Linked DNA regions of Mustela erminea: region 2 is linked to region 1. The links are chromatin contacts, called in public Hi-C maps. All regions are on one chromosome and are shown on one strand. Each heading gives the region's core, a stretch centred on a gene start, on an enhancer-like site or on the middle of the called end of the contact. The rest is flanking DNA. Distances are from core to core; before and after follow the strand shown. Region 1 holds the start of ZEB2 (zinc finger E-box-binding homeobox 2). Region 2 holds the start of GTDC1 (glycosyltransferase-like domain-containing protein 1).

Evidence for each region. A called contact is a pair of places that touch in the nucleus more often than the background predicts.
Region 2: a Hi-C map of spleen shows a contact between it and region 1, with 4 times the contacts expected there. The contact joins the promoter of GTDC1 here to the promoter of ZEB2 in region 1. A contact is called at or near these places in 3 of 3 Hi-C or Micro-C datasets (fibroblasts, skeletal muscle and spleen).

Annotation. Positions count from the first base shown.
Region 1 is chr8:85,801,026-85,805,762 of mMusErm1.Pri, reverse strand. It overlaps ZEB2 (zinc finger E-box-binding homeobox 2), which reads right to left and starts at 2,051. Exons shown (of 11, transcript XM_032356191.1): 1 at 1,876-2,051.
Region 2 is chr8:85,990,940-85,995,676 of mMusErm1.Pri, reverse strand. It overlaps GTDC1 (glycosyltransferase-like domain-containing protein 1), which reads right to left and starts at 2,414. Exons shown (of 16, transcript XM_032356202.1): 1 at 2,050-2,414. It overlaps LOC116597089 (homeobox protein cut-like 1), which reads right to left and starts at 3,957. Exons shown (of 4, transcript XM_032354341.1): 1 at 3,837-3,957; 2 at 1,745-2,044. The coding sequence starts at 3,957.

The DNA of each region.
Region 1 (4,737 bases), core at 802-3,301:
TTCCCACCCCCCCACCCCCCCTCCACTTTGACAATATTTACTTAAGTATTTTCCCCCACCTCATTCACACACATGCTCCCTTACACTGGTTCCCTTAAATAGTTCTAGTAGAAAAAAAAATTTTTTATCCCCTCAAGAAAGGAAAGAGAAAGTCCAACCGCTACGGCAACACTTTTAAGCTGTACTAAATGATCGTATCCTTTCTGGCTTCCAAACTTTTGTACCTAAAAATCGAGAGAGGCGCTGCATTTTTTCAGCTGAAACTGTCAAAACTTGGAGAAGGGGAACCTCGGAGGCAGGCAGGAGAGGAGGAGAATCCCGAAACTCGGTGGAGGTTGGGAAGATGCTGTGCCTCGAGGATTAGTTTAAACAGGGGCTATAAAAGATGTAACAGATGCAAACTGTAACACAAGGGCCATTAACCCTTTCTCTGCCGAGCACACTCAGTCCCCACGCCCCGCACCTATTGTCTCCTGTGCTAGAAGCTTTGCAGAAAACCTGGAAAGTGAGTATCAGTTTCCACACATTTGCTGAGAGGGGTGGGGGGGGGGTGCTGTGCGTAGAGAAGGGGAAGTGGATGATTTAGAAAGCACCTTGAATTTAACCTAGGCATAGTGGGTGACTTTTAAGTTTGACACATTTTGTCATTTCTTGGCTCTCCTATTGATTGGAAATTGTTGGGAAAAATCCTGAAATAAGGAAATGGTCACACAAGTGTCTGGGATGAAACAGCTGGCCTGTCTGTATTCATGCTGAGACTTACACACGATTGCATATAAATACATGTTTAATAAAGTAAGCTGCTAGTTTTATGAGCATGTGTGCGTGTGAGGGAGAGACAGGGCATTTGTGCTGTAAACTTTATCTTTGCCTGTTATTTCTAACTCTGGAGTTAGTAATCTTGCCTTCATCATTATAGGGGGAGCATGTAAAATATATAAGTAGGTGAAAGCTAAACACATTCATGTTAGCCGGGCACATCACTGTTCCTGGGAACTCCAGCTATCTCTCTCGACTTTTCAGTGCCAAAGTATGGAATGGGATATGTGTGTGCATGTGTGTCCTGTTAAATCCATGTCTGTAAGACTTTGCCATTTAAAATACAATTTCAAAAGTTACCCTCAATTTAAAACTCTGATATCCTGACAGCAGCTTTCTTCCCAGCTGTAGTGACCCCCCCCCCCCACATACACTTTGGTAAACGACTCAAGTTCCATGAGGACTTTCACTTCTTTATTTATCATCACAGAAGTGAGGTGTTACTTCACATACATACACACACAAAGAATAAAATAAAGAAATGAAACTCGCTAAGCAGACAAAAACAGGCAACTTTCTGCTTAGAAAACAGCCTTCTCCTGTGGGAGAGGATGCACTGCCATATCTAAGAGAAAGACTTGCCCCTGAATTTGGTAGGTTTGTATCGATCAAGTTTTGTAATTATTAACAGGTATTTGCCAAGTTTTAATTGCTGAATACAATGAATTGGAACTAGATGCAAAAATAGAGCAGAATCTCTCCCCTTGAAGAGTTTTCATTCCATCATGTAGTTCTCAATAAAACTTTTCCTAGGCTAGGTAGCAAAGGGCACCTTTGGTTACCTGAATGGACAGGTACAGGGCAAATTATCTAGGTGAGGAAAAAGGAGAGAAAAGGAAGGAGAGACAGCGGGAGTGCCAGAGAAATCGAAGAAGTCACTCTTGGGAAAAGCTTGCCATAAAGGAGCTAAACCCACCTGAAATTCCTGCCCACAGACACTCCTTCTCACTTCAGACTCACATCCCCACTTAAAAGGAGAAAAATCATAAAAGGACGGTGGGGGATGACCATACCAAAAAGGAATAAAAAGAGAGAAAAGGGGAAAAAAAAACCTACCTGCGAAGTCTTGTTTGTAGTTTTGGCCAGAAATGGTGAGAAGAAAAAGCATGAAGAAGCCGCGAAGTGTGGGGGAGAAAAAGGTGGAAGCGAAGAAACAGCTCCCGGAGCAAACTGTACAAAACCTCGCCAAGAGTGTCGGGAGGCAGGACCGTTATTCCTGCGGAGCAGGTTAGAACTGATCTCTTTCGGCCACTCCAGGAAACACAAACCTGGGGACGGACTGACGTGTTACGCCTCTTCTAATGACATTTTTTTCTTTTTCTTTTCTGTAGGAGAGAGAGGAGAGACCCTGAAACACGCGCCACCTATCTTTGTGGGGAGGGATAATTGAAGCGCCCTGAGCGTGAGCATCATGTGAAAACGTGATCGCCAAGTTTCTCTCTGGGAAAGGATCTGGGATAGATTATACCTTGAAGTCTCCGCAAACGCTTTAGTGGAAGAAATGAAATTCCACCTCCCTCCCTTCCTCTCTCCCTCCCTCTCGCCTCCCTCCCTCCCTCCCTTCTCCACGCCCCCCCCCCCCCCCCCCCCCCCCCCCACCCCCCCCCCCGTCAAGCCTTTGGCATCATTATCCTCATCACTAAATCCTACAGAGTACAGGGCGGAAAGCGGTGCACACCATTCACAGAACTGGAGAACTCTTAGGGGCGAAAGTTAAAGGGAAAGATCCCGGGTCCTCAATCCTGATCGCCTCTTCTTAGACAGATATTTCTAATGACCAGATTTGAGATGCACATTAAGTTGTGTGGATTTCTCAGCACGTCTTCTGGAACTAAATTCTTTGCCCTTTTTCTTATTTATTTATTTTTTTCTTTTTAGATGGCAGAGCCAGAAAAAAAAAAAAAAAAACTGCACGTGAATTGCCTCTTAGGGTGTGTGTGTTGGGGTGTGTGTATGGTGAATTTCTGGATTAGATCCCAATACTAAAAAGTAGTTTGGCATTTTAAAAAAGGGTCTCTAAGTAAATTAACATAGAGCACTGGGTTGACTGATCTCTGAATCCCTCTACATCTCACGGAGACCTCACTACAAACTGAGGGAGTGTGTGTAGGAAGAAAAGGAGAAAGGCCATAGAGGAACTTAGCAGGGAAGGAAGAGCATAATATTAAACGGTATGGGGTCTAAGTTTTGGGATATATATTTTTTTGATATTGCAATTAAAGTAAAATTAAAAAGAAAAGACTCCACCTTTGCTCTGAAGGGATTGGTTATGTAAATATGGAAGGGATTTCCTGGAGAATACAGCTTTCTACTGTATGGTTAATTAAATAATCACTCAAAAGCTTCCAACGTGACGCTTCTGTCGTAATCCAATCAGGTTACATAGGTCCTAAACAAGAAAGATATTTTCCACATCTGGAAGTCAGCAATTTAGCAAGTACTGCACATTATTAACCAATTCAGAGCCCACTTCCCAGGGGAATTTTTTTTGAAGTTTAAGTGTTCTTAACCAATGCTCTGCTGTTTTGTTAATCAAAAAGCTGGTTTACACTGCACGTAATTGGAACTAATATAGAAGTAAATAAAGACAGCCAAATTTGAGGATGCTGAGCACAGGCATTTATCGGAAAAGGAAGAAATCTCTTAGCCTCCAATGGTTCAGGCTCAATTTCTTAAAGAACTGTGAGACTTTTTTTTTTTTTTTTTTTGAAGAGTGAAAGTGCTTGAGAACCTCAGAACACAAACTTCTAGTCCCACACAGCCTTTGGACTTCTAGCAAAGGTAAAGGTGGAGGTGTTAAAGAGGACTAAACAACCTCACGCCAGCTTTTCTGCTTTAATATTGTTAGTGTCACAGCCCCCTGTTTTCAGTCTGATGAAATCTGAGACAAACAATACCCTGATCCAACACCAGACTTTTACTTATATTAAGATAAACTGCTTTGAATTGTGCTTTGAATGTGTGCCTAAAGCAAGACTTTGAATTCAGGAGTCACTTGCAATTGTACTCAGAGGAGGGGAAAGCCACCACAGGGGTAGTCACATCCACACTCCCAGAGGTGCATGTCTTTGTATTTTGTATGGGGGGGGGGGCGCGCAAAAGCTATCCAGCATGACCACAGCCACTTCTTACTTTAAGTTGCAAGCAAGTAAATTTTCACAGTTGTTTACAGACTCACCTCTCTCCCAACTTGAGTAGTACAATGAGAATAACTAGATAAATTAATCTTCTTCCCCACCCCATTACAGATAATTTACCTATAGAAGAGGCGCATTCAAGATCATCAGTCTAAAAGTGAATTATAAAAAAAAGGAAAATTAATGATTTCCAATATGGACCAGACATATTTTAAATATTATGTTTTACATTACTTGTAATAGTACATACTAAATCTATGTATGATTTATCAAATTCCTCCTCTGAGATTTCTCTATATTGTTAATGTCCTTTTTTCTTCCTCTTCCCACTTTCCCCTCCTTTTTATTAAAAAAAAAAATGGAATCCAGCTTTCTCTAGAAGTTTGCTTTTCAGTCTCCCCACTTCCATTCCCATGGAAGAAGGATTCCATTCATTGCAAGGACTGATTCCAGTCAAGATCCCACTCACTGCATTAGCCCAGGTAGTCATTGGATGATGGTTCCACTCGCAGACACTCTTAGCAAAACCTCAGGTCAAAGGGTCCAAGGGAAGGGCTAACAAATCACTTGTCTTTATTATGTATATTAGTGTCAGGTTACTTAGGATCTGGCTGGAGAGAGAGAGAGAGAGAGAGAGAGAGAGAGAGAGAGACTCGAGTATTTCCATTAAAAACACCTAATCATCTGATTGCTCTGGGCTCAGTAATTGTTGAAGTGGCAGGAGGCAGCCCCAACACTTAGGACTGGGAGTTCCGACTTTCGAGTATTTGATTTGGGGTTT
Region 2 (4,737 bases), core at 1,165-3,664, 190 kb before region 1:
GCACCTTTCTTCCTCATTAACATCAAGGTTATATACACCACAGTCTTAAACACACAGACTTTTAAAATGCCAATCTCCTGGAATCAAAACAGACTATCTGAATCAAGAATATGAACAAACATTCTTGAAGTGAAAATAATTACTAATTTCAAACAACCTGGAAAGTACTGTTTTCAACTGATAAACTACAGCATGTCCTAATTATAAATAATCTATATCATTTGTATCTAATGGGTCCAAACACAAATTAAGGCATATAGTCAGAAAAAAGAACAAATAAAATTTAGTAATTACTAGACTTTTTAAAAAATAACATAGTCAAAACAAATTTTGGTATAAAAATATTCATTGAGGAGGTCTGAATTATATACTTAAGTGTTCAGTTAATTAAGTCAACTAGTTCTATTCAACTCCTGTTGAAAATCTTCAAGAAACTTTCTTTAATTTCTCCCTGTAAAATAATGGGGTTGGATTTAACTGTGAAAGTCTCTTACAAAAAAAAAATTTCTGTACTTCTGTGGTATGTAAGATTAAAATGTCAACAGGATTTCAAAACAGGAGTAAAGAAGCCATCTTAACTTCTCAAACGGATAATGCTAAAAATTCATTTTCCTATTTTTATCTCAGTATCACGGTTCAGATTTTACCTATTCAGTTTACAAGTTTGTCGAAGAAAGTTGCATGATTCAAAAGGTACCCCTCCAACCCTCAATACTAACACTGTTTCATCAAATACAAGATCCAAAGGAAAATGTATAAGAAAGTGAGAGCTAAGGAGAATCTACTCCTATCGGACGTGGGATGCACTAATTAAAATTCAATATAGCGCTTGGTAGGTCTGTGGGTTTCTACATGAAACTACTGCCACGCTTTAGCTTAAGGTTAAACGGGCTAGCAGAATGCAATAAAATGGCTCTACTGAATTATTCTGAACTTCTTTTTAGCACCTCCTTTACCTGAGCACTACACTGAGTCCTACAGGGGTAGGACCAAACCACCAAGGTGAGCCACACCACTGGAGGGCTGCGCTGTGAAACCCACCTCTCGCGGAAAATCACCGTCAACTCAACGTTTTCCATTTCATTCGGTGATACAGGTGGAGGAAAAAGTGTAAAGCCTTCTCTTTGAACCTCCCATCACACTGCCTCGAGGCGCTAATGTAAGAATTATCTCAAAGATAATCTAATGCAGTACAGTTCTCAGAAGATTCTAAAAGTTGTATTTGCGAGAGAGAGAGAGAGAGAACTCCCTCAGGCCTAAAGGTTAAATTGTGGCGTACTGCAACTTCGCGGCAGAGTACGTGGCTAGACTCAAAAGGCTTAAGAGAACCTTTCCACCGAACAGTTAGCCCGCATCACGATCAAAATAAGTGTATGTCCGATCCTCACAGGAGGGATAGGGCAAGGGGCGAGTGAGGTCTTTCATTTCAGCTGACCGAGAGGCCGAGGGGCTGGCGAGAGCAGGAAAGTAAAAGCAATAAAGGGGACAGCCGCAAAGCAAAGGTTCCCCTCAGGAAGGCCCGGAGGCGCGTGTGGCGAGGGACCCCGCCTCGCAGTCCCGTGGTCGGCAGGAGGCCCCTCCGCCTACTCCGGCCAACCCCTACTTCCCCCCGCGCGAGAGTAACGAGCCCCCAGCCCGCCCCTCGCCTGCCGCAGGAGGAGGCGGCGACACGCCGGGTCCCTAGAAGCTACCACACACCAAGCGCAGAACTCAAAAAAACTAAATCAGAAAATGGCCAGCCTACAGGACTGAAATGCAGCGGCCGGTGTTCCCGGCTCCACGGACCAGGCGGACGGCGGCGCGAGGAACGCAGCGCGTGCGCTCGGGAAGCGCGCCGCCCGCGCGGCCCTCAGCCCCGCCCCCCCCACCCCCGGCTCTCCGCGCCGCCGCCGCCGCCGCCGCCGTCGCTGCTGCTGCCGCCGCCACTGCCCCTCTGGGAACTTCGCGCCGCGCGGCCCCGCGAGGCGGGCGTCGGGGAGGGAAGGGGAGGGGCCGCGCTCCCCGCCTCCCCTCCGGCCCGCGCGGCTCCCCAGCCCGGAGCCTACTCACCTCCTCCTCCTCCTCCTTGTCTCTCCCTCCTGGCCACCGGCGCGGCCCAGCCGGCGACGCGCTGACGCCGTGCCCCTCCCCCGCCGCCGCCGTCGCCGCCACCGCCGCCGCCGCCCCTCCCGGCCTGCGGCCGCTGCGGCCTTCGGGCGCGTCAGGCGCAGGCCCCGCCCTTTGGTCCGCCCACGCGCCTGAGACTCCGCCCACTGCGCGGTCGGGACGGCGGGAGCGCGGGGTCCCTGAGTCAGCGCGGATCCCGCCCGCGCGCGCCTAGTAGTGTTGGTTCACGGACCCCGCTCCTCTTCTCACCTACCGAGGGCTTCGCTTCACTTCTCCCCCCGCCCCGCGCGCCCTTTCCCCCTTTCCATCTCTTCATCAATACCCCTCTCTGCCTCTTCAGATTTTTGTACTCTTTCTCTAACCCTCTAGTCTTGTTCTAAGCTCGTATTGGCTCCTTCTCTTTCCTTCCGGACGGTCTTCGCTGCTCACTAGGTCGGCCTCGGCTTCCTCCTGCAGTTTTCCTGCCGGTTCTTCCTGCCTCCGTTCCTCTCCCTGGCCTGCTGGGGCGTCCGGGCCTCCGCGGGTTGCCGGCCTGTTCCCTTCCACCTGTACCTGCGCTGCAGCTCTCACGTCTGCTTTGCTTCCGCGTCCTAACTTCCCTCTGAGCAGGCTCACGCTTTCCTTTACCTACAGTTTGTCTGTCCTTTCGGTTCTGACTCCTCCACACACTTAAGATGCATTTTGGCTATTCAACAATTGCTTGTCCACACTTAGATGAAGAAAATCACATGGAGGAATTAAAACGCACAAAGCAAAGCGATAGCAGTGGTCACCATCTTTCAGCTGCATGGTTGTCTCTACGTTGTCATTGGGATACTGTATTGACTCTTAAATTTAAAAGCTTAAAATTCACAAATTTTGGATGTTTTTCTCTGCAACCTAACCTCACTTTTTTTTTTTTTTTTTTTTTTTTTTTACGTAGTAGAAGGAGCACCAGGACCTTTTAGTTTTCGTTTTCTTGCCTGTAAAGTGAGGAATTTGTCCCTTCTGCATTTAGATTTCTGTGATCCTGAATTAAAGGGGTTTGTATTTGGAAGGAGCTCGTAGGTTAAATGAGTCAGGAGAAGGCAAACAATGTACATGTAACTGAAAGTCTGGTGGTTTCACTTTTAAAACTGCAACTTGGAAGAGTTAGGGTGTGATGTGGAAATGAGTTAAGGAATCAAGGAAAATGATTAGGTCTTTGGAGTTACATCCACAAGTTGTTTTAAATTATGTGAGTAAACATTATTATCCTTAAACTGAAGAGTTAAAACTATCTTCCATTCTAAACAAAATCCGGACTCTACATGGACCTTCAAAGTTTAAAACCATTGTTGTATTGAACAACAACATTACAAACATGTGAAAGCCTAATAAACCATCTGTCCGTCTGCTTTAACACAAATTGGGAAAAAGAAAAGTGTAAATGCCAAAAGCTGAAAGCAAAGTTGCTAACTACACATGAAACTAATAAATCCTATCACACAGAGCAAGTGTATGAAAAACTCTAAAGACTGTGGCCTCCATTTCATTCTTTAGATATAGAATCATGTAATTTTATAATTGAATTATCTAGTCCTTAATATCATCTGGAGTCTAAACTTTATATTTTACAAATGAAGAATTGAAGCCCAAAGAGGGTAAATTGTTTGCTCAATATTACCCAGATTAATTGGAAATGAAGCCAGTATTCAGGCTCAGATTTCCTGTTTCACAGACCTGCCAGCATCTGGCTTATACTTACTTACCAGTTACCCAAAGTTTCTCAACATCAGAAGTCTTTGCCTTTGCAGTTTTGCCTACAGGGTCTGAGAGATGTGTGAAATTGAACTTGACATTAACTAGAAAGTGATTGCTCTCAGAGGCCATTTTTGTGCCACTGGTTTCCACGATTCCTATTTCACAAGCTCCATATCACCTGGTCAAGGTTTTTCTTTATAATCCAGGCAATCCTGGCCAGGCCTGTCCCAACCAAACACATTCATCCTAGGAGGTGCCAAGAGTTGTGCATGAGTACAGATACTATGAAGTCCCCATTGTCAAGAAAATTACAATATTATTGGGGAGGTAAGATATAAAACAAATAGATAAACAATTCACCATTAATAACTGAGGAAAATAACCAAGGATTCAATCATAAAATCTGAATCTTAAACTGAAAATTATAGATGTAAATTAAGGAAAGATTTCTTACAAGGACAGAAAAAGGAAATGGAGAATTTGGATTGGTGTAAAGGAGATTGCTTGAACAAAGGTACAGGGAAGAAAACAAACAAGCTAAGAATGGGGAAAAGTTAGGAGATCAGATGAATTAGAACAGGAGGCTCATATTAGAAACAATAGAAAACCAAGCTGAAATGTTAAGGGGGAACCACACATAGAGAACCTGAATTTGAACCCAAGAAAATTAGATTTGATCTAATAGGAGATCATTTGGGGTGAATTTGGCAGGGGAGAGAGTTGAAGACAAGACAGGAGACCATAACTTCTAACGTAGCAAGTGGGGATTTTGAAAGAAATGTTAGTCATATATAAGCCTAAGGAAAAGAGTTGAGTGAGTATATACAGGATCAAAGAACAGTAAGAAGTGCAGGATGACTTTAGAATCACAGCAAGAGTCAGTAATGGTATATGTAGACCTGAGCACCT